Linked DNA regions of Mus musculus: all the other regions are linked to region 1. Evidence: chromatin contacts called from public Hi-C and Micro-C data. All regions are on one chromosome and are shown on one strand. Each heading gives the region's core, a stretch centred on a gene start, on an enhancer-like site or on the middle of the called end of the contact. The rest is flanking DNA. Distances are from core to core; before and after follow the strand shown. Region 1 holds the start of Traf3 (TNF receptor-associated factor 3). Region 2 holds the start of Trmt61a (tRNA methyltransferase 61A). Region 3 holds the start of Mark3 (MAP/microtubule affinity regulating kinase 3).

What was found. Hi-C and Micro-C count contacts between places; a contact is called where the count stands out from the background.
Region 2: a Hi-C map of CD4 T cells shows a contact between it and region 1, with 4 times the contacts expected there. The contact joins the promoter of Trmt61a here to the promoter of Traf3 in region 1. A contact is called at or near these places in 2 of 39 promoter capture datasets (both in liver) and 1 of 484 Hi-C or Micro-C datasets (CD4 T cells).
Region 3: a contact with region 1 is called in a Micro-C map of embryonic stem cells, with 2.5 times the contacts expected there. The contact joins the promoter of Mark3 here to the promoter of Traf3 in region 1. A contact is called at or near these places in 2 of 39 promoter capture datasets (both in liver), 1 of 484 Hi-C or Micro-C datasets (embryonic stem cells), 3 of 115 datasets of contacts at active chromatin or transcription factors (effector CD8 T cells, memory CD8 T cells and microglia) and 1 of 9 other capture datasets (liver).

What each region holds. Positions count from the first base shown.
Region 1 is chr12:111,164,350-111,167,888 of GRCm38.p6, forward strand. It overlaps Traf3 (TNF receptor-associated factor 3), which reads left to right and starts at 2,021. Exons shown (of 12, transcript NM_011632.3): 1 at 2,021-2,253. The region is part of intron 2 of 4930595D18Rik (RIKEN cDNA 4930595D18 gene); the gene reads right to left.
Region 2 is chr12:111,676,444-111,679,982 of GRCm38.p6, forward strand. It overlaps Trmt61a (tRNA methyltransferase 61A), which reads left to right and starts at 1,662. Exons shown (of 4, transcript NM_001099793.1): 1 at 1,662-1,718; 2 at 2,160-2,519. The coding sequence starts at 2,189.
Region 3 is chr12:111,572,775-111,576,313 of GRCm38.p6, forward strand. It overlaps Mark3 (MAP/microtubule affinity regulating kinase 3), which reads left to right and starts at 1,747. Exons shown (of 18, transcript NM_001370744.1): 1 at 1,747-2,327. The coding sequence starts at 2,277. It overlaps 2810029C07Rik (RIKEN cDNA 2810029C07 gene), which reads right to left and starts at 1,628. Exons shown (of 2, transcript NR_045295.1): 1 at 1,099-1,628; 2 at 1-966.

The DNA of each region.
Region 1 (3,539 bases), core at 771-3,270:
CTGGAGCTGTCATTTGAGGCACTGGGAGGGGCCTGATGACACCTGTTCACAGGCCTGAAGCCCCCGACACCATGCGACGAATACTTTTCCTCTTAGCACAACAGATGGGAGCGGCTTTCTGGACAGTTGCATTTCGGTGAGTCATCACGAGACCTGCATGCATCCTAAAATGCAGCAAACTGAGCATGAGAGGCCACATAAATTCCTGAGAGAAATTTCTTTGTCCAGAAACAGTGTCGGCGTGTTGTTCAGCGTTGCCATAGGGAACAGCCAGCTTTGCTTTTGAAATGCCCAGAGCAGAGCCCTCTGATTGGTTCTCCGTACTGCTCATCACTTCTGCCCAGCAACTGGCGCTGCGGTGGCCAGAAACCCGCCCCCAAAGCCCTGGCTCTGATGGGGCAAACTTCTTTATGCTGCCCTCTGTGTTTCCCCAAAACAGGGGGTCTGGAGCTGCTAAATGGGAGAAGAAGGGCTCGGGGTGGGGGAGCAGCAGCTGGTCTCACCCGTAGAGAGCTCCACGCGGCTGGACTCTACCCACTCATTCTGAAGAAGGCTTACTAGTGCTTTGGCAGAGAATAAAAGGAGCCACGCAGCCATAGGAAGCCCCACGCACAGGTCTTTGTACCTTCTGCCTGGTGGCTTATTTGAAAAGAGTCCAAATAGTGCAGCCTAGAGAAGGAAGCCTTTCTGGATTTGGGCAGTTTTCCTTGTGCCGTGAAAGGCGTGTGAGAAAGGTGCCCTGGACAGGGCTGGGGTCGAACAGTAGAGGTCTGAGAACACGGTTAAAGAAGGCAGGGGCACTCTGAGCATTCCGGGCCATTAAAGACACCCACGAGGGGAAAGGGGCTAATAGTGAGCTCCAGGGTCCTCATAGATGGGACTGTCGTTCTAGCACTGTTGCCTTGGGGAACCCTGGATCTGACCTGACTCTGAACTCAGAACTGTGGCCTGTGGCCCAGATGAGGGCGCCACTGGCCTAGCTGAGCCTGGCTAGCAAGGCCTATGTGGGCTCTCGAACAGGCACCTGTTGGGCTACTGCATTCAGAGATGTCCTGTCAGACTATCCAGGCTTCTAGAACATTCCATGAGGTAAGCTGGACAGAAGATGCTGGACTTCCTGCGCAGCCTGGTCACACTGGTCTCCGTTCCAGCCTAGGATCCGACAAACTTTATTGAGAAGGGATGTGTGAGCTTCCAGATGACTTGGAAACAATCATGGCCTCTTTGCTCAAGTGTCTGAACTTTGTAAGGATAGACCCCCATTTGCTCCCATCTTGCCATGGCAGTAGGGACATCTGGTGGGGCCCTGTGACCATGAGACAGCAAGATGAAGCTGCTGGAGAAATGGGTGTCCCTGGCTTAGAGAAGTACCCAGGACAAATTGGCCACCCTGTCCACACAGGGCAGATCCACTTCGGGTGGGTATGTAGGGAGCCGAGGAGGACTCTGCTAAACCCCTAGAGCTGGGTCAGATGGTACCAGACCCGCCTGTGAGCATACGAGGGGCATGTGTGAGGGTGGCATGGCTGTGTGCTAATGTGGACTGTGAGACCTGCCCGCCTGCCTGTGAACTCTGTCGGTGAAGATGTGTGTTCTTGGACAGGAGACACTAGGAACGAACTCTGCACGCGTGTCAATGGGCGCCCGCGAGTGAGTGTCTTCTACAGGTGCAAGGACCTGAGTGCCCGAGTAGGCGAGACTGTTGGGCCGCCCGTCGAGGTGGCAAGGCGAGGAACCTTCCTTGCTTCCCCTCCGCTCGACTGGCTTTTTGACCCGGAAAGACCGGGACGCGGGCGGGGCGCGAGGGCGCGCGCGCGCGCGCGGAGGGGCCAGGGCCCTGAGGGCCTGGGGCGCGCGCCGCCGTTGCTAAGGCCGGCGGCGAGCGCGGGGCCGAGGGTCCCTAGCAACGGGCGCGGGCGCGCGCCAGCCGAAGGGGATGAGGGGGGGGGCGGGGAGGCGCGCGCGGGCGGCGGGGGCGGGCGCGCTGGGGCGCGCGCCCAGGCGGCCCGCGGGGATTTCCAGCGCGCGAGAGGAAGTGCCAGCGCGAGGGTGCGTGAGGCGGCGCGGCCGGCGGCCGCCGCGTGCGCGAGCCGGGTTGCAGCCCAGCAGGGACTTTCCAGCCGGCGGCGGCGGCGGCGGCCGCCGGCCCTTCCCCGCCCCCCGACATGGGGCTGCCCGGGGAGCTGGACGCTGCAGAAGGCGGCGGAGGATGCGCGCGGCGCCCCTGAGCCGGCCGAACGGGCGGGCCTCGGGGTAAGGTCGCGGGCCGGGGGCGGCGGGCGGCGGGGCGGCGGGCGGCTCCATCCCGGCGGCGGCCCCGGGCCCGGCGGGTCCTTCGCTGCCAGGCCCGGCCGCCTCACCGTCTGCGGTGCGGCCCGCCCGCCGCCCCAACTTTGGAAACTTTGTGTGTGCGGCCAGCTCCGGGCCCGAGGCGCCGGCGCTCCGGGCAGACGGGGCAGGCAGGCCTCGAGCCCTGGGTGCCCGCCCCGAGGGGTGCCGAGCCGTCAGCATCTCCGAGGCCCGGGGCTTTGGCGCGGTGCGGAGCGGCGGAGACAGGGTGCCCGCATAGATGAGCGTGCTCGCCCTGGCTGGTGGAGGTGGGTTTTTGAGCCATTATTTAAAAGTTTATACTGAGTCATTGCTCTGCAGATGAATGACTGATTCATAGTCGGAGAGCTGCAGAGAGGCTGGAAGGCAGGCGGTTCTGGGATCCAGCTGGGGCCGAATGCACACCTTCCACCTTCGATTAACACCAAAGGTCAGAGTGGGCTCCCCACGGGCGAGCCATTAAAACGATCCTTGCCGCGGGGCTTGCAGGTTTTGGAGGCGCCAGGCTATGGCTCATGTACGTTTCGCCACGTTTCTACACTGTCATCACCACCGGTTGGGGACCCGGGTATCAGGATTAGACCTTTAGAGAGAATTCTGCGTGGACAATTCTTTACCTTTAATTTAAAACGGCAACAACATGCAAATGGGTGAAGTGTTGTGGACGTGCTCTGAAATCGAAGAAGCATTCAGATTAATGATCGGTTGAAGGAACTGATTTTATTTTCACGGCTTTTGTACTGAGCTTTGACTCAGTTTTGAGAATGAAATAGAAGGGTGTGTGTGTGTGTTACGTACACACATTTGTAAGTATGCTCTTTTTTTGTGGAGTCTTAAAGGGTTTATCGAGTGTTGTATTGTCATCTTAATTTACATTCACAGCATACAACTGAAGAGGAGCCATAATTTTTTTTTTTTTGGTAGCATTTCTGTGACTAGATACACAAGTGAAATCTTTAGAAATGCTGTTTTGTATTGTGTGTAAAATGCTTATATGTAGAAATTGTTCAGGGGAACCCTCAGTCAGCTCTTAAAACCTTCTGGTGTTTTTCAGATCTTGGAAAATGGCCTGTTGAAAATACTGCATCATTGTAGGGTGTTTAGCAAAATAGTGTACAGCCATCCTTTACTTAAAGGAGAGGAAATGTTTCCCTTTTCGCCATATTGTGACATCTTATATATTAAGAACTAGTCTGAAGGTGAAAATTCTT
Region 2 (3,539 bases), core at 412-2,911, 510 kb after region 1:
AGTTCCAGGCAGCCAAGGCTATATAGGGAGGCTGTCTGAAAGACAAAATATAGCCCTGCATGAACCATGTTGTCGGTATGATGTTACACAAATTAGCTTTCTGTTCCCCATCTGTAAAGTGGTCATAAAATTGTAAGGAAGAGGATTCAATGACATGAGAGTGAACTGGCCACATGAAGCATCTGTTCTTATTAGAACTCAGTGCATAAACTGCGCTGGGAAATCTCCCCACCCTCACCTCACCAGCTAGGGTCTTAAGCTGCTGGTTCTGCTTGAAGACTCCAGGCTGAGGCTGGGCATAACAGATGACTAGTTCTGAGAAGATGGACTGTAGAAGAGGTACACAGGAAGAACTGAGAAGCCAGCAGTGGGCAAGTGGAACCAAGCCCCCCCCCCCCCCCCCGTTGAACTCATAGGTTGGGTGGGGATGTAATCAGGCCTGGTCTCCATGCCACCGAGAAGCTGAGGAAGAGGAACCTCCCAGGAGAAGTGAAAAGTCTAACTCTCCAGAGGGGCAATTAGGATGTGTATTGGGCTGTGCACCACCAAGGGAATGAAGTACCCTGTTAGAACAGGGGTTGTGGGGGCAGGGAGGATGGGATAAGGAGTTTCTGAAGGGAAGTCCTGGAAAGGGGAAAACATTTGAAATGTAAATAAATTATTCAATAAAGACGAAAAAAAGAAAGAAAAGGGTTGTGGGGCTGTGGATATGGCTGGGATGTCTCAGCTGAAGACATGGGCGACCAAGAAAAACCCTCACTGTCTGTCCTTCCAGGGCTATCATACTAAGGTCAATCAGGGCAGAAATTTGAGGAGGTCTGAAGTCAGGCACCTGAGTTTCTAGGGCAAGGACATCACAGGTTGGCCTAGCCTGGCCCCAGAGGATCCCTATAGGCTGGCGGGATTCTAGAAAAGGCAGGCTGGGTCAAAGTCTCTTCATGGAGAGTGCAGCCTTAAGCTGGTCACTGCTGCTGGTTCTGCATAGCTAACGTTTCCTTCTCTTCTTTTCTACCAGCTGAGGTGTGCAGGAAGGCTCTCCACTCTCTCTGCCCCATGCCTGCCTACTCCCCTCTCCACTGCACACCCGGAGGAAGAATCTTCCTTCACTTCATAGGCTCTCAAGATGCCAGGGATCCTGGAAAGGGACGCTTTGTGCCCTCCCCCTCAGGCAGGACCTGGCCTAGGGCCACTTTTGCAGAATACTCCAGACTAACTCTACTCCTTTTACTCGGCCCAGCCCTAGCCAAAGTCTTTGAGCTAACCCTCATCCCTTTGCCTGCGTTTCCACTTTATGGCATTTATTCTGGAGCCCAGACAGGGTGTTTCAGAGCTGTTTGCAATGACAAAAATGTCCTGGTGGGCCATAGTAGGGAGGTCCTGGGGTTACATAGTTGTCAAAGTGCTCTTTAGGGTCATGCGTATCCCGCGGGCAGACACTTCGTGCACCGGGCAGCCCTAAAAGGCCGCGCGCGGACAGGCCGCGGGCGAGCAGGGGACTTTTATTTCGCACAGCGCTCGGATCTCTTAGGCAACGTGCAAGCCTGCACAGAAGAACACAGCCGAAGAGACGCCAGCCAGAAAAGGTCCTCTGGGAGCACGCAAAGGACAGCGCGGCGACTCCCAGAGAGCCCTGCGTTGGTTTGACGTCATCAAAAAGCACCGGAAGTGCTACGGCCGCCGTGGAGCCACGTGTGGAGCCGGGAGCCGGTTTATGCTGCGTGAGTTTCCGAGCTGGGAGCGGCGCTCCGGGCTTGCTGGCAGGTCCCGTGCTGTTCGGCGGGAGGCCAGCCTTCCCTGCCGTCGGGAGCCCTCCGTGGAGACTCTGGGCAAGGGGCTACGGGGATTCCGGGCTCGGAGGTGGCTTCTCTCCCCTGCTGTGCACGCTATCAGAGGCTGCCGCCTTCACACTAGGGGATTCTGGTTCTTCATGTGTGGGAATCCTTGGGCTCCTGTCGCTGTGCACTCTCTTGTGTACTCCGAGAATAGAGACCTCCAGAAGGGCTCCATATGTTAGGCTAGAGTGCAGCTCTGTTGGGTTGGCTAAGCAAGTCCGCTAACCCTGCTCAGAACCCAGGCCCCACAGACCTCTCTGTCCAGACCACAGATCTTCATCCTGCCTCCTGGTCCTCTGACCTCACGTCCACACACCACTTCTCCAGGTCCCTGACCCTTGGCAAACGTTAACACCATGAGTTTCGTGGCATACGAGGAGCTGATCAAGGAAGGCGACACAGCCATCCTGTCACTGGGGCACGGCTCGATGGTAGCAGTGCGTGTGCAGCGTGGGGCACAGACCCAGACCCGGCATGGCGTCCTGAGGCACTCGGTGGACCTCATTGGCCGCCCATTTGGCTCCAAGGTGATTTGCAGCAGAGGCGGCTGGGTGTATGTGCTGCACCCCACTCCTGAGCTCTGGACAGTGAACCTGCCCCACCGCACGCAGATCCTCTACTCCACCGACATTGCCTTGATCACCATGATGCTGGAGCTGCGTCCCGGTTCTGTGGTCTGTGAATCAGGTGAGCTCCTCTGGTATGAGCTCAGATAAGACGGTTTGCAGCCGATCCTTCCTGCAGTTGTGCGCTGAACTACTTGGTTCTTCTAGCTTTTATTTAGCAACTCCGCTTGCAAGGGAGGGTGTGGCTGCAGGGAGTGAAGCCAGAAGCAGTACTAGCTGCTGTCATCGAAATGGCAGCTGATGGGAGCTAACCTGGGTTGGAGAAGAAAGAGGAGGAGGTGCCCTATGAGGTCGGAGCTGGGATTGCTTGATGCTGGCCAAGGTGCTGACTGCTTTTTTTCTAGGCCAGCTGCCCCTTCCTGGAGGGAGGCTGGATACTCCAGAGCTCATTGCAGAGAGAAGTCTGTCCCACACTTACAGCCAGGCCCTTCCCTAGTTCCATCGAAGATTAGCACTGTCACTGATACGAGGCCAGGTGGTAGCTAGAAGGGTCTGAGCTAGCTGTCTCTCACATGCCCACCCTTAGGTACTGAGGCCACTGGATGCAGCAATCTAGGCATACACCTCTGCCAAGAATGACCCCGGGGATCAGATGGCTAGATCCTTGGTGGTGTGTTTCTTGTGGGCTAAGAGGCTGAGGTCCAGAGTCACAAGAGTTCCCATTCTCCCGGTTGTTGCTGGCTTTCTATTCTTTCCCTCTGAAGCGAGAGAGCGGATAGCAGGTCAGCTCTGACAGCTCTCCTTTTGTACCTTGCATTAGGGGATATGCTATCCTGTCTCAGGCCTTTGCCCTGTTTCGGGCAACACAATCCTGTGCTCCCATGTGGTACCCGGTCCCTTCTCCGCCCTCTGAAAGACAGGACAGGCAGGAGGTTGGAACCAGTGCTTTGGTGAGGAACCTTGCTGGAAGTGGTCACCAAGCCTGGGTACTTGGAGCTGTGGAGGGAGCAGCTATAAGGATGAGTAGAAGAAGCCAGGCAGTGGTGGTGCAAACCTTTAATCCCAGCACTTGAGAGGCAGAGACAGGCGGATTTCCTGGTCTACAGAGTGAGTTCCAGGACAGCCAGGGCTACACAGAGAG
Region 3 (3,539 bases), core at 497-2,996, 410 kb after region 1:
TTCGGGCCATGTCTAACTCTCCCTGGCTCCTGCCTCTCACATGCTCCTGTTGAATTTCCTTGGATTCACCCTGTTGTTTCTCACCTCCGTGCTTTTCTGTATTAGGCTAAACTGGGTGTCTGACAGGCCCTAGGCATCACTCTGTCTCTTCAGCTATCATTCCATCTTCAGAGTAAGTATGCCTTCTGTAAGTCTCCCCTTAGACCCACGAGTGGGATAGGATGCCCTCGGTTGGTCTCTTAGCTGTGGAGCACGTGTCCACTCATCACAACCTACATTTCAGTTGAACTGTGTGGAGCAAACATTTGATTCAGAGGCTTTCCTCTGCAGTCCTCTGCTTAACCAAAAAGGGAGAAAGAGAATAACATTTAATAACCCATCTGGTGCCCCGAGCACACCCCTAAGAGGGTGAGATAGGAGCTCTGAGTGCGTCTTGGCCCCGGCTTGTTTTGTCTTGGGACCCTCTGGCCTCTCTGGATGTGATGCTGGTGTTTGAAGATCTGTTGTTTCACAAAGCAGGATACACCAGGATATCGGGGTGTTGGGGGGGCAGAACCAAAGCAAGCAAACAAAACATAAGAAGGAAAGAAAGCAAAGTTTAGTCACTCACAAGTTTAGCCATTTCTAAAGCTGTAGGAATGGGGTTCAGATCCTTCTATAACCAACACCACCGATGGCCTGGGTAAAGTAACCAACTTACCCAGACTTTAGGTCACGTGCTGTGCCTGAGCATCTTATGCGGCTACACTGAGGCTTAATGAATAACCGGCACAAGGTGGACTATTAGTAACAGTTTGTCTTACCCCGGCTCACATAGCCCTCCCTCCTCTACCAATGGATTCTCTCCTTAGAAGACATAAAGAGGTGACACGCTGAGCAGGCCTTCTAGAAGAGGCAGCATATTCAGAGTTCCACCTGCAGGTCACTCCCTGGTCCAAGCCTGTAGCAATATCGCTCTTCAGAAGACTGAAGTAAGAGAGGGAGAGGCGAGAGAGGAGGAAGGAGAAAGGGACAGAGGGGAAAAGTGAGGGATAGAGGGAGTGAGAGAACGAAAGGGAGAGGAAGAGACAGAGAAATATTGATTATATAAGCCCCTACCGGCATTTAGGATCTGATCCTGGGGGCGTCTACGTGATCTCATCGAGTCCCTCTTCCCAGCTTTTTGTGCTACCTTGTTATTTTATACTTCACTCTTTCATCCGAATGGGTATTCAATTGAGCCGGCTCCGATAACCAGTGGCTCCTTAGTCAGAGGCAAAAAAGTTCTTTGGCTGGATGCTAGATGCCTCGGTTACGAAGCAGGAGCCTGGCTCCTTCCTCTTCAGCTAGACCAGTGACTGCTGCTTCGCTGCTGGAGCTCCATCCTTTGCAGCGTGGCCGCGGGAAAGAAAAGTCAATTTTTGCAAACAGTAGGCTCTTCATGTGTAGTATAATCCAGACAGCCTAGATCTGTACTCTGCAAATGCCAGCCCAGCAGTCGGGCACAGGATGCCCTCTAGGGAAGTGGTCCGGAGGGGTCAGGGATGCCCAGGCAATCTGGACCATTGGAACTCTCCGCCCGCTAGAGAGGAGACCAAGCAAGACCTTTCCGACGGCACCACCCCCTCAGACCCAACAGGACGAGTCGCCCCTAGCAACAGCAGCCGGCAGCTAGCTCCGACCGCGCTGATTGGCGGAACTCCAGGCGGCCGTAGCGTCACTTCCGGCAGCCGGAGGCAGCGGAGGAAGCCGAGGCGCGGCCATCTTGAGTCTGTAAGGCTCCTGAGGTGCCGGGAGCGGCGGTGGCAGCCGGCAGGGCGAGGCCGGGCGGAAAGCGAGCCGGAGAAGGGAAAGCAGCCGGGCGTGGGCGCCTCCTCCGCGGCTCCCTCCATGGTCGGCGCCTGCAGGCCGCGGCGGCCTGTCTTGCGCTCCATCTCCGCTCCATCCTCCTGCGCTGCTGCCTCTTCAGGGGCTGCCGGCCGCGCCGTGTCGAGCCCCCGGGGCTGAGCTCCGCGGCGCTGCGGCTGCGAGCGGCGAGGAGGCGCGGGGCCCGCGAGGCCCGTGAGGTGCCCTGAGGCTTGCGGCGGCGGCCAGCCGGCCCGCTTCCAGTGCGGCCGCCGGCGCTGGGGGAGAATGAGCCCCGGGGCCCGCGGGCGCACGGCCCGGGCCAGGCCGGAGATCTAGACTCCGGCCAGGGAGGGCAGGGCCCGGAGGCTCGCGGCCGCTGCTCGCCGGCCGCCCAAAGCTGGGCGGTTTTGTTTTCGCCTTGGCGTTGTGCGGAATCAAAGCGCAATAAGATGTCCACTAGGACCCCTTTGCCAACGGTGAATGAACGAGACACTGAAAACGTGAGTGGACTGCGCTGCAGGGTGGCAGACCCTCAGGGTGGTAGCAGGGGGATCCAGCCCAGATGCTCCAGGCAGGGGTCAAGGCGCAGCCCTGTCCTGCGGCGCGCGTGCGGCCTGCGCGCTGTCCTTACGGTCGGCTGAGCATTACCCGTCCGTGCGCTGCTGCGGCCAGTGCGCGGTTGAACACAACTCTCCTCTTAACGTCGGGCAGGGTCTGAGCCTGCCAGTCAGACCTAGGTGCAGATTAATAGGATCCAATCGGGTCGAGCGGAGCGCCCTTTAAAAGGGGACTAAGTTTAATGACAACTGCCAAAACTAAGTGCCCCGTGGAGAGATCCTTGTGGGCCCCCGTAGTTCCCGCACTCACAAGAGTAGTTCTCTGCTCCAGAGCCGCTGCCTTTATCAAGGAGTAGCTTCCCGTCCTTGGCAAAGCTAAATCTGTTCGGAAGCAGCGGGCTGAGTGTTTTGAGAAGCAGATGTGAAGCTCTGCTCTGTTCTGCTGCCCGGCCGAGGGACACCCACTGGGTTGCCTTTTCCTTCCGCTGCAAAAGGTTGGCTTGGAGTAGCTCTCAGGCCCGGTCCAGTGTGCACACCCAGCAAATCTATGTAAAAGGATTTTGTTGGAAAGGACCTGCAGAACCAAACCAAACCACAGCCTGGAGCAGCATTGCTAGGGAGTGACAAACGTGTAGTAGAAGTTCTACTGAAGAAATGTTTGACCTGCCCAAGTGTTTTTTGAACTCTTCTTCCGCATCGGATTCCAAAGTGTTCCAGCCTAGCTTTGTCCTCTGTAAAGCATTTAGTAAATAACTTGTAAAGAAACTTCACTGGCCTTTCATTATGCGGAGCTATGAGGTAACTGCTGGCAAGAAAATGCAGTCTCTTTGGAAAAGCTTTCATGCTTCGGGTGTTTTCATGCTTTGAAAACCATCCTTAGACATGGTGACCTAGTGGTATCAAATGCCTTCATTTTAATCTTCAAAATGACACTTGTGCTTGATAGCTATTAGGTAATTTAATCTATTTGGTCTAAGTCATCTCTGTGGTGTGTTACTATACAGTTGTATATGTTCTTCCCCCTGAGATAGATAGAAGATTTCCTAACTGGGAGAGCTTAGACTAGACCTTTTCCCTCCTCTTCCTTCCTCACCCTTCTCCCCTTCTTTCTCTTTTTTTTCTCTTCCTCACTTCTTTGTTCCACAGTTCTTGCTG